2 separate regions of the Mus musculus genome follow, and region 2 is linked to region 1. A link is a contact called in public HiChIP or PLAC-seq data. All regions are on one chromosome and are shown on one strand. Each heading gives the region's core, a stretch centred on a gene start, on an enhancer-like site or on the middle of the called end of the contact. The rest is flanking DNA. Distances are from core to core; before and after follow the strand shown.

Region 1 (6,284 bases), core at 2,685-5,184:
AAAAGAAAAAGAAAAAGAAAAAGAAAAAGAAAAAGAAAAAGAAAAAGAAAAAGAAAAAGAAAAAGAAAAAGAAAACGAAAAAGAAAAAGAAAAAGAAAAAGAAAAAGAAAAAAAGAAAGTAAGCTGAGCAGGCCATAAAGAGAAAGCCAGTAAGCATCACTCCTCCACAGCCTCTGCTTCCGTTCCTGCCTCCATGTTCCTGCCTTGAGTTTCTGCCCTACTTCCCTTATTGATGGATCGTGATTTAGAAATGTAAGTGGCATAAACCCCTTCCCTTCCAAGTTGCTTTTAGTCATGGTGTTTATCACAACAATAGAAACCCTGACTAAGTCAGGCTCAGGTAGTTTCTGGAGCAGGGGAATTACTCTTTCTGGGTCTTATGCCATCTCCCTAAAGACTGCCCCAGGAAGTCACAGACACGCCAGTCTTTTATGCTACGGGTTCTAGAAGATTCTCCTTCAGAGTTTCACTTGCTACAAAATCTCCAGGCTATGAACCAAAGCCTTAGACAATATTGACTCAGTTTCTGCTACCATTTGCTCCACCAGGAAAGTCAACCTTGTGGTCCTAAGTGACACAGAACTGGGGCAAGATCTTGAGCTTTGGTTCCACTGGCGTCTTTTTTTTTTTTTTTTTTTTTTTTTGGTGTTTTTGAGACAGGGTTTCTCTGTGTAGTCCTGGCTGTCCTGGAACTCACTTTGTAGACCAGGCTGGCCTCGAACTCAGAAATCTGCCTGCCTCTGCCTCCCGAGTGCTGGGATTAAAGGCATGCGCCACCACGCCAGGCTTCACTGGTGTCTTTTATTGGCACTGGGAACCACTGTCGAGTGTCTTCAACTTCTCCCAAACCTAAGATCTTGGTAAAAGCAGTGGAGATTTTTGACATATTGAATACCAATTGATGGATCCTATCGAGGATTACTAAAATCTGAGGCTCACCTTTGTCTCACACACACCCACACTCATGCAGACAGACAGACAGACAGACAGACAGACACACACACACACACACACACACACACACACACACACACACACCTTTGTATATAGCTTCTGGCATCTGTGTCTCAAATTCAGTGGGTCTCCCGAGACTTCTCCCTTCCTTCCTCATGGAGGAGAATGGGAATAGGGGCTTGTTAGTTCATTTTAGGTGCTAAGCTGAAAGGCTGGTAGGTTTTGTTAAATTGCGCATACAGAGTAGTTATATAGTGATTAAAGATTTGTCCATGAGTAACATTCCTGACAACTAAAAAGGATAAGGCCATTTAGTTGAAGAAACCAACAGTTGACACTGATGGCTTGTATGTCTGGGAATTTGTACAGGTCAGAGGCTTAATTTGGACAAGCCGGGAAGGAAGGTGGACTTCGGTCCTCTTTTTCCATGGCAAGTAGGGACATTCAACAACAGCATAGGCTGTAGGAACAGCAGAGGGGCCAGTGTTCTGTTTGCCTTGGCCCTGGGAGCCTTGGACTCTGCTCAGTTTATCTGGTCACCTGCCTATGAGTCCACCTGAAAGTCCGAGTCTTAACATCTCTTGACGAACTAACAGGGAGAATTAAATTCTGAAATAAACCTGGGGGAAATGAGAGGTACTTTCCAGGAACAAGACAAAGGGGACATCTCAGGGCACCAGCCCAGTTCTAGGCTCCTGTGTCCTTGCTCTACTGGGCAGTGGACCAGCTATATCCACTGCCTGGCTCCAGTTTTCTGTTTTTTGTTTTTTTTAATCTGTGAAGTGAGGTTGTTATAGTAGATGCTCTCTCCCTACCTGTGTCTTGCTGACAGGCCCAGTAGTAATGGAGGGGATCATGATTGCCACCTGTCAGCTCAGAGCCAGCATCTCACTAGCAAGGTCAGTAGCTGTCATAACAGGGAAGATATTTGCATTTCTATCACTAATGGGATAGTGGGGCTTAAGAGTAAAAAGCTTGCCTGTTTTTAGATACCTTGTTTTGTGGCCTAGGATTGAAGTAGAGTCTTTATATGTTTTATTACTCCTTGGATGGCACAAGATGGTACTCAGCCCAGGTTAGATGTATAGATGGAGGTCACCAGTAATTTGTATACAGACACACAAACAACTCCTAGCTAAGTCTTCTAGCGTGCACTGCCTAGGATCTATTGATCAGCACCTTTTAAAAGGTTCCCCGATAAAATGGAACCTGAGAGGTGAGTACTCAGGAGGAAGAAGTAGTTGAGTGGTTGTGAGTTTAATGCCATCCTAGTCTACGAAGTGAGGTACAGGCTAGCCAGGGATACATACTAAGAACCTGTCTCAAAAAACAAGCAAAAAAACCCTAACAATAATAAAAATAACCACCAAAACAAGAAATTGGACCTGAGGAGCTAAGTTCTGAAGACTGTACCTAAAGGACTTAAGGGGGGGGGTGCTGAATATTGGTCAGATTATAGACAAAATTTTTAAAAAATAGCAATATATCAACACTGTATTAGGTCAATTATTAACATATCCTGAGATCTGGCACCTCTGACCTCTGTGGTTGCCTTAGCTCACATGAAAACCCTCTGCCTCTACCATATAATTAAAAATAAGAATAAAACGGGGTTGGAGAGATGGCTCAGTGATTAAGATTCCAGAGGACCTTAGTTCATTTTCTAGTACCCATATCAGACACCTCACTAATTTAGATCCTCTATTAACTAGGCAAAACACACACACACACACACACACACACACACACACACACACTCATACGCACACACAACAGGGTCTTATGTATCCCAGGATAGCCTCAAACTTGTTATATAGCTAAGACTAGGTTGGTACTCTTGATTCTGCTGTCTCTACTTCCCAAGTGATAGGATTACATGCATGCACATTGTGAGTGTGTGTGTGTATGTATGTATGCATGTATGTATGTAGCTGCTGTGCACATGTATGTGTGTAGAGGCCATAGATCAATGTTGGGTGTCTCCCTCATCATTCTCCACCTTATATTTTTAAAACAAGAGTCTCTCACTGAGCTTGTAGTTCACCAATTCAGCTAGTCTGGCTAGCAAGTGAGGCCCGACAACCCTCTGTCTCTGCTCTCCAGTGCTGGGATCACAGCTGTAAGCAGCCACACCTGGCTGTTTATATGGGTGCCGGGATCTGAACTCTGGTCTTCATGTCAGCTCGGCAAGCACTTTACCAACTTATTAGCCATGTCTCCAGTCAGCTAGGGTAGGCATTACTAATCTCTCCAGCTGGCTAGGGTAGGCATTACTAATCTCTCCAACTGGCTAGGATAGGCATTACTAATCCAATCCTCCTACTGGATGAGGAGCAGCCACAGGAGGGAGGGGCTTAACTAACTTGCTTAGTTCATAATCTACCCTACAGGTCTTCATTTATATGATCAAGTCACTTAAGTCGCTGGAGACTTAAGGGTGCCTTTAGCAGGGAGGACCACGATGTGACCTCTTGTCCCCATCTTGTCTTTCCTGCTAGGACTTCCTCCAATGTTTGAATAGTTCCTCTTCTATCAGGATGGCATCTGTGAAGACCTTCTACAAATCAGGATCTGGGACTGACTCTTCTTCTGCAAGCCAACTTCTCTATTTGAGAATCTCCCAGTGTTTGAAACTCCAGACTCTTTGCCATCTAGTTCTCTGGCCTACTTTATAGTTCTCAGAATACCCTGCCTTCCTTTCCAGGCCAAAGCTTCCTACTTTGTCCCCTGGGAGAGGAATCCCTGGAATTGGGGACTGAAGAAGTTTCTGTGACAGATGTGGTGTCTCTGTCACTGTTTTGCATTTCCTTCCCAAATCTGCCATACTGTGGGACATTAAACTGTGACCCTGGACTCTAACCTCACCTTTTGCAGGTCTGTCCAGATGTCTGGTAAACAGCATGCCACAGAAGACCTGCATTCCTGCAGGCCCCGCTTTGGTCAGGGACTTTTGTTCCTTTACACATGAGACTTGACAGAGTCCACTCAATTCCGGGGTCAGTGGCCTCTCTAGTTGGCTTTTGAGTTAGGTAGAGCCTGGCTGGGTTGTACTGGACTAGGAAAGGAACTTCTTAGCAGCTCCTCCATTGCAGAATGAAAGTCTTGGGCTTTCACATACAGCTCTGGTCTCTCCTAGTTGACCGCAGCAGAATGACTGGATGGGTGGAAAGGAGTCAAAGCTTTGTTTCACTGGAAGGTTCTGCGAGGCTCTGCTCTGCTCTTCACAGTCCTCTGGGTACTGTGGAGAAAAGATAGTCTTCCTCTCTCTCCTCCCTTTCCCTCTCCTTCTCTTGTCCTTTTACTGGAAATAAACAAAAAACAATAAAATTGGATCCATTCTCCTCTCCTCCCTTCCCCTGCCCTCCCCTTCTCTCCCCTCCCCTCCCCTCCTCTCCTCTCTTCTCTTCTCCTGGAGTGGCTGAGACTGAAGCACATAAGAGCCTGAGGCTGTGAAGGGACCTGGAGGATAAGGAGAATAATGATGCACAGAAGCAAAGAGAAAGGAGAGTGAGATGGGGGGATGGGAGTACCCAGTTCTCACTGATAGGACGGGGAAGGAGACATCTAGATAGATGGTGGGTTATGGTTCAATTGCATTGAGCTCTCCCTGCAATGATGGAGAGAAGAAAGCTAGAATGCATACTGTGGTTTAACTGGGGCTCGCTCAGTCAGTCAGTGTGAACTCATGGTTGCCAGAGAGGAAGACAGAAACAGTGAGAAGGCACACACACACACAGAATGCAAAATAGGTACAGCTATGTGTGTACTTACAAGCGGGTGCACACAAACACACACACATACATGTGCATCCTAGCTGTGTGTGCAGAAGAGTCTTGTGGTCTATGAGTCCTCAGCAGCAGGCTCTCAGAATGCACTTCTGAACACCATTCTCCACTACAAGGTTAATTAAGTCTCCATGGAGTTTTTGGTTCCATAAACACAAACCCCGGAGACGGTGCAGAGAAAACACAAGGTGGACTTGATTGATGGGGCTTTTTTTTTTTAGAGGACACAGTCTGTCCTGGCAACAGAGGGGTGATAATGAGAAGACAAGGGTTGGAGGGATGGCTTGGTGGGTAAATGCACTTGCCACTAAGCCTGATAGTCCTAGCTCAGCCCCAGGAATCCACACTGTCGTCTGATCTCCACACACTGCCACAGCACACGGGTGCTCACAAATATACACATGCAGGTGTGAAATGACTAAGTAAGTATATATAAACAAAGCAACTATCCTTGAGAGACAAATAAAGTGACTAGTGATGTTCTGGGTTATAATCTACAGCATAAAATCGGAACCCATGAGCCCACACTGATCTAAATGATAGATAAATGTGTGAAGGGGAGGCTTTTCCTTACTTTACGATGCTCATCAATGAATCTAGAGGGAATGAGAGGATCAGAGTGTCAACATTTGGTTATCGGTGCAGGACCAAGTCATTCTGGCAAGAATCACCACTGAATGCTAAGACCAGCGGGCAAAAATCCTACTAGGAGAAAAATGTGAAATAGTCTCTAAGTATTTCTTTGGAGACTTCTTACTAATTGAAAACAGGGCTCGGTGGTAAAACCTACCAGATACCCTCACCAAGAAACAGTTAACCACACAGCAAGGCAACAAGTCACCATGGCAGCCTGTGCCATGTGATACAATGTCACCTCTTCTAGGTAGTTGCCAGAATCAGGAAATCAAAGTCTCATGATGAGGTAATCTCAGAAAAACCCAGGTCAAGGAACTCTCCCCAGAAATAGCTGTCAAATACAAAAGAGCACGCTAAATCCCACCAGCGTGATACAGCTCAGCCAAATCCGGAACACTGGAAATTCTGCGGGACAAAGATCTGGTTTCTTTGAAGTCCCTTTCAGATACTTTATTGAAGTAAACAGCATAAAATGTAGGTGATCACTTTAGAGCAAAAGAGACTCTGGGATAGCCCTCATGTAGCATGCAGATCTCGATAGACCTCACGTAGCATGTAGAACCCATTTAGGATCTACTTTGAGCTCCTAGTTTAATTTGCTTTTAGACCCGCATAGACATTTGTAGATTGACTGAGCAATAAGGGAGCTGGTGACCATTCAGCAACTAGGAGACCTTCCCTTTGTGTCTGACAACCTGAGTCCAACCTCAAGATCCACAGTGGAAGGAGAGGAACAACTCTGAAAATTGTCCTCTGGCCTCCATACTTGCAAGCGAGCACATGTGCACACATGCAGACACAAATAACAAAGAAATAACAAAGTCATGTTGGAGAGTAGCAAATAGATGGTAATAGAGCATCAACATCAATTTCTATAGATGTCAGTAGTGTTATGCAAAATTTCCTGTG
Region 2 (6,284 bases), core at 1,513-4,012, 64 kb before region 1:
GCACCATACAACTTCATGACTACAAAATCATAAAATTTAGCCCTCACTTATCTCAAGTCTCATCTTTACATCCACCTTCCTGGCTAATTCCAGTCATCCCCAAACCGTACACCTGGAAGATACTAATGACCTACTAAGCGGTTCTGCTTCTGGTCCTACTACAGGAGCTACTCTTTTCTTAAGCTTTCATTGGAAGTGGTTCTTCACTGCAATAACGCCTGCTTCACTGTCACTTCCTAGAGATACCTGTCTAGATCTTTCTAGATACCACGGTGGGTTTGCTTTGCAGCACCGGGAACTAAAACCAGGTTTTTATGCACACTATACAACTACCACTAAGCAATATTCCCATGGTCATCCTGCTTTCTAACTACACTCCCTCTACCACTTGACTACATTTTATGAAGGAAAAAAAAATGGTTCTTTTTGTAAATGTACATAGTTTTATTTCTTCCCTGTGAGAAGGAATGTGTTGGTTCTGTTAAATGGCTCATCAGGTAAAAGTGCCTGCCATTCAGCCTGAGAACCTCAGGGTAAAAGGAGAACCAACTGCTTCAAGTTGTCCTCTGACATCTACACATGTACTGTGGTATGCAGATACTATTCCGAATGCATGTGCACAAGAGCACCCACATAAACACCATCCCCACACACCAACACAAATGAACATTCCATGATGTATTTTGTTTATAAGCATATCCGGATACCTAGTACCTTATACAAGACCCTAGTCTATAATCTTAAGAGAAATAGTTTGCTTTTTTTTAAATTCAGTTTTAAGCTGTAACCCTTCCATGTCTTTCTCCTCCAACAAACATCCTCTGGAAAACCTTAAATTGTTTTGGCTTTTTCTTTTTCATTTTCCCACAGTACTAGACCCCTTATAACACATTACATAGGTACTAGGTTTTGGGGCACACACCTGTAATCTCAGCATGCAGGAAACTGAGGCAGAAGCACAGAGTTCCAGATCAGTCTGGGCTACACTGTGAGACTCAGTCTCAACTCTTTCACTGCCCCCATACTGTGTAGTTTCTTGCTTATCACCTGATTAATACCGATTTCCTGTTCTATGTATGCTGAAAGAGGAGAGATATTTGCTTGTTCTGATCATTGGTGTACCCCAAGTATTATGCTAGAGGAAAACCTGTCAGATGACGGACACTCAATTGATGATTGCTAAGTGAGTGAACTTTAAAAAACAAAACAAACAAACAAACAAAAAAAAAACAGCTAACTTCTCAAACCTGAATATGCACTGGGACTTTTGTTTAAAATGCATATTCTAATTGTCAAATGTGGGTTGGGATCCCAAGGCTCTGCATTTCTAATAGATTCCCAAGCTACAAGGACATTACTAGGGTTTGTGAATGGCAAAGCTCAAAACTACTCCCATCATTCATTCATTCATGAATATGTGTGTGTGTGTGTGTGTGTGTGTGTGTGTGTGTGTGTGTGTGTATGAGAGACAGAGAGAGAGAGACAGAGAGAAAGAGAGAGAGCAAGCAATGAACCAAAACTATTGCATTGTGACTCCGTTTTTCAGTGCTTAAAGGATCAATGGGGTTAGTAAACAAAACAAGTCAGGAACTCTAAGTCAGAGGACTGGGAAGATGGCTCAGACACACACACAAACAGACACAGACCGGGCGGGGGTAGGGGATCAAACTGTAGGTTAACATCCAATTGTCACAATAGATTTCAATCCTCCCAAAAAATATAATGGTAAACTTGCATCAACTAAAAATTATATAGCAGTGATTTATCTGTATTAAGCATATGCTATAGCAAAATTTCATTAAAATTATCTACTTCTAAGACATAAAATCCAACAAAGCAAAAACATTTAAAACATGAAAATGAGCTCAAGTATCAAATAAGACATATCCATTAATTCTTACCTCAAGAGCTTTAAAAAAGCATTCTGAATTGTCCGAAGACTTTAAAAACTTCACAAGAAACGGCTCTTGGTCATTTCTGGACATAGCTGAACTGTGAGAATAAGGCAGTCAAGAAGAACAAAAGTCAGTCAGTCAATCAGGGAATTAAATGTACAAGTCAACTATTTTTGTAGGGTTTTTGGTTTTTTTTTTTTTTTTTTTTAGTTTTGAGACAAGCCCTGGCAGTCCTGGAATTCGCTCTGTAGACTAGGTCTGCCTGGCACTCAAGAGATGCTCGGCCTCTGCCTCACTCAAGCTGGCAAAAAAGGGAGTGTGCCACTACCGCCCGGCCTGCAAATCAACTATTTTCTTATGCAGACAAGAGTGCCTAAGACATAGCTATCTGGCTTGGTTCATCAATTCATTCAAGATGTTTACAAAGGGCCCCAGAAGGTGGGCAAAGTCGAAGAAGAAAAAAAAGGACACGGATCCTTGCAAACGTGAGAACAAAATGAACGTTCCTGATTGAATCCCCTGAGACCCTTGGTTTGGTCCTCAGTCACTCACTGTTCACTTGCATGGGGCTTAAGACGACGCAGGGCGCCGCTGCGGCTACGGGTACCCACAGCCCGCAAGATTTGCTCCTAAGTTAACGAACTCTGAACGCAAGCAGCCACCGTGCAAGGTCGTGCACGCTCGGCCCAGCTCCCAGGGAAAGGAGCGTCCAGGCCGCGGCTCCCCAGGGACCTGAGGCCCACCCGCCGGTTAGGAGAGGCGCGAAGGCCGCAAGAGGCGCCGGGCGGCCACGCCGGCCGGGAGGAGCCGAAGCTCGCTCACCTAGGTGGAGCCCGAGGGCCCACGGGCACCAAGTCGGGGGGCGCGCGGCCGGCAGGACGGCGGCTGGGGTCGGGCGCCAGCCCGGCGCGCAGCCCCCGCCCTCGGCGGCGCCCCCAACCCGAAGCTAACGCTGCAGAACCCGGAAGGGCCAAGACCGGGAACCGACTTTCGCGCCAACCGAGCGGACGCCACACCTCTTCCGGAGGAAGTGGCGTCATCGGGGCCCCCGCTCTGGGAAGCGGAGCGGTCGGAAGAGGGCGGTCCTTGGGCACGCTTTCCCGAGATGCTCTGGGGTCTGGGTTTGCGGCAACAGTTTCGGCTGCGGCGCAGCTCATCGTTCGTGGCGAGGGCCTGCGGGCGGCCGGACCGATCAGCCTTAAGTCCAGAACGTGCAGAAGTGGGGCGAGGGGGTCCAGTGGCGAGTTCTCCTGACGGTGCCGGGGCAGCGCATGAAGCTAATAGCGGCTTGTGGGTGGGAGGATGTTAAGAAAGTCAAGGTCTGACTCCCCAAAGTGGATGAACAATCAATCCTTACCAAAGCCAAAAACAGTAACGGAAAGAAGACTGGGTGATGAAAGGCACGCTAGATTATTGATTAGGTTATATTCACATTCAAGACTTTTAAAATATGTATTTCTAAGCCGAGCAGTGGTAGAGCACACCTTTAATCCCAGCACTTGGGAGGCAGAGGCAGGCGGATTTCTGAGTTGCCAGCCTGGTCTACAAAGTGAGTTCCAGGACAGCCAGGACTATATAGAGAAACCTGTCTTGAAACTCCACCCCCCCCCCCCCAAAAAAAAGTATTTCTAGATATCCTCTATCAGGTGTATAATTGGCAAAGATTTTCTCCCATCTGTATGCTTATTCATTTGATTAATTTTTCTTTGCTGTGCACAACCTTTTAACTTCACGCAATCCCATTTCATTTGTCCGTTGTTCGTATTATATCCTGAGCAACTAGGGCCCTATTCAGAAAGCCCTTGACTATTTTGGTTTCAGGATTTCAGTTCTGACATTAAGGTCTTTAATCCATTTGGAGTTGATATTTGTGTAACGCAAGAGAGATTAAGATCTAGTTTCCTTCTTTTATGTATGGCTATCCAATTTTCCCGGCACAGTTTATTACAGAAGTTGGTTTTTTTCTTTTCTGATGTGTACTTCCGGCATTTTGTGACAAAGAATCTTTACTTAGCCAAACCTGTAGTCTGACTACTGGTCGTTCTCCTTGTAAAAATCCAGTTAGATCCTGCCACCTTTGATAGCTCATGCCCTTTCTCATTTTTCACTGTCCCCAGGTAATATCTGACTATTCTGGCCTATCTACAGTAAGAAAACTCTTAGGTTCTAACCAAAACCCCATTCTTATGTTACCTCTTAAAAGTTGCTAAGGGTAGCCGGGGGCAGTGGTGGATCACGCCTTTAATCCCAGCACTCAGGAGGCAGAGACAGAGGCAGGCGGGATTTCTGAGTTCAAGACCAGCCTGGTCTACAAAGTGAGTTCCAGGACAGTCTGGGCTACACAGAGAAACCCTGTCTCGAAAAACAAACAAACAAACAAACAAACAAAAACAAAAAAAAGTTGCTAAGGGTAAATTATTGATAAAATGCTGAATTATTAGCCACCCCCAGCTTTATTTTATTTTATTTTATTTTTTGAGACAGAGTTTCTGCATAGCCTTGGCTGTCCTGGAACTCACTGTGTAGGACAGGTTGGCCTTGAACTCAAGAGATCTTGCCTTTGCCTCCCGGAATGCTGAGATTAAAGGTATGCCACCACGCCCAACACAAACTCTATTCTTTTAAGTACAATATATTTAGGGTTGCTGGTCACTGTAGTGATTATAATGGTCCTGCTTTAAAGGTATCATTAACTTTTTTCATTTACAGGATATCGATAACACTGGCGCAGAGGTAAATGCCCACTAGGGAAAAGAAGGGAAATACTTAGTATTGGAGGTAAGGGTCTGAGGATGTAGCTCAGTTGGTAGAGCACTTGCCTAGCATAAAAGTCCCTGGGTTCCATCTTCAGGGCCATATAACACTGGTTGCATCCTAGCTAAGCAGGAGGTATCTTGGGATACATGAGACCCTGCAGTGCCTTGAAGAAATTATTAGAGCTGTGAAAAAGAAGCCACAGTTGATGTCTAAAATGCAGTTCTGTCCTGAAGTTGTCATCATATCTGTAGGATACTTGATAGGTCACCAAGGACTGAGGAGAGTCAGGGCAAGAACTAAAGCAGAGGCCAAAGACAACCAGGCTTACACCCACTGCTTGCTCAAGCCTGCTTTCTTAGATCACCTAGGATCACCTCCCCTGGGGTGGCACCACCCACAATGGTCTGGGCCCTCCCACATCAATCACTAATCAAGAAAATGCCCTTCAGAGCAGTCTATAGGCGATCTGATAAATGACCATGGTATATGTTTATGCATTTAACACAGTATATTTTTACTTTGATTATGTGTGTTTGTGCACATGAATGTAATGCCCATAGAAGCCAGGAGGTGGCATCAAATCTCCAGAGCTGGAGTTACAGGCAGTTGGGAGCTGTCTAACATGGAAACAAAACTTGGGTCCTCTGGAAGAGTAGCAAATTCTCTTCACCACTGACGCACCTCTGCAGCCCCACCACAACATACATTTTATTGAGGCGTGTGTTATGTATGTTCACATGTGTGCAGGTACACATGTGTGCTCAAGTATATGACAGTCAGGTGCCAGCCCCAGCTGTTATTCCTCAGGTATCACCCACCTTGATGTTTTTTTTTTTCTTTTTTTAGTTGAAAAGGGCTCGTTTGTTTTACTTAAAGGGTTTTATATTTAAATTCCCAGCATTTCAAGTGAATATGTATAAATACAAGAGAGCTTAGCAAACAGCCTCTATTGCTACAGAGCTAACTTGAAGTGGCCTAGCAGCTATGAAAGCTGATAGCTTCAGCTAGCTGGAAAGTACAGCCTACCGACAGTGTGAGTTCCAGGGAGAGGGCTCTAAAGTAGAATGCCAACATCACATGTAGATTGTTCCCGGCTGTGTTTAAGTAGATCGTGTAAGGAGACACTCTGAGAAAAAAGTGGCTTCCTTGCCAAAAAATGTAGGGGGCTACATTGTTAGAAAAGCCAATTGTATCTAGGTCCTAAAAAGAAGAGAAACCTAAGAGGCTTTTGAGTCATGGCCATGAGAGCCTATATATGGAGGAAAGATGGAGGAGTATAGGACTCTTCTGGGCTGAGTAGGCGCCATCAAGTGAGATATATTCCCATTCCAGAAACAATGGCTTCAATGTCTGTTGTTTCAGGATTCTGGAGTTAATATTCTACCTTTATCCTTACCACCAACATCGTTCGTTCTCTCTCTCTCTCTCTCTCTCTCTCTCTCTCTCTCTCCCTCCCTCTCCCTCTTTCCTCCCTCTTTCTCTCTCCCTCTTTGGTTTTCTGTGATTCTGTTTCACTCTATGGCCAGGCTGGGTTGGAACTCATTATGTAGCCCAGGCTGGCCTAGTGCCTGTGCTGTTCCTCCTATCTCAGCCTAGCAAATGCTTGGATTGTAGCAATGAGTCATCACAACT

The links. HiChIP or PLAC-seq counts read pairs in DNA pulled down with a chosen protein or histone mark.
Region 2: an H3K27ac HiChIP or PLAC-seq map of microglia shows a contact between it and region 1, with 5 times the contacts expected there. The contact joins the promoter of Topbp1 here to the enhancer-like site in region 1. A contact is called at or near these places in 6 of 39 promoter capture datasets (3T3-L1-derived adipocytes, the HPC-7 cell line, embryonic stem cells and 3 more), 2 of 15 datasets of contacts at CTCF or cohesin (the G1E-ER4 cell line and pro-B cells), 35 of 484 Hi-C or Micro-C datasets (ECoMG myeloid progenitors, the G1E-ER4 cell line, the HL-1 cell line and 21 more), 20 of 115 datasets of contacts at active chromatin or transcription factors (the HPC-7 cell line, the SCID.adh cell line, bone marrow-derived dendritic cells and 11 more) and 4 of 9 other capture datasets (adipose tissue, liver, macrophages and 1 more).

What each region holds. Positions count from the first base shown.
Region 1 is chr9:103,239,016-103,245,299 of GRCm38.p6, reverse strand. No RefSeq gene overlaps it. Among named protein-coding and RNA genes, the nearest start is that of Trf, 12 kb to the right of the region's middle. Within about 2 kb of position 3,934, at least 18 of the 459 cell types and tissues checked have an H3K27ac peak or open chromatin away from gene starts, as enhancers often do. A contact at or near this core is called in adipose tissue, bone marrow-derived macrophages, liver and 2 more, where this site is marked.
Region 2 is chr9:103,301,805-103,308,088 of GRCm38.p6, reverse strand. It overlaps Topbp1 (topoisomerase (DNA) II binding protein 1), which reads right to left and starts at 2,762. Exons shown (of 28, transcript NM_176979.5): 1 at 2,718-2,762; 2 at 1,902-1,992. The coding sequence starts at 1,985.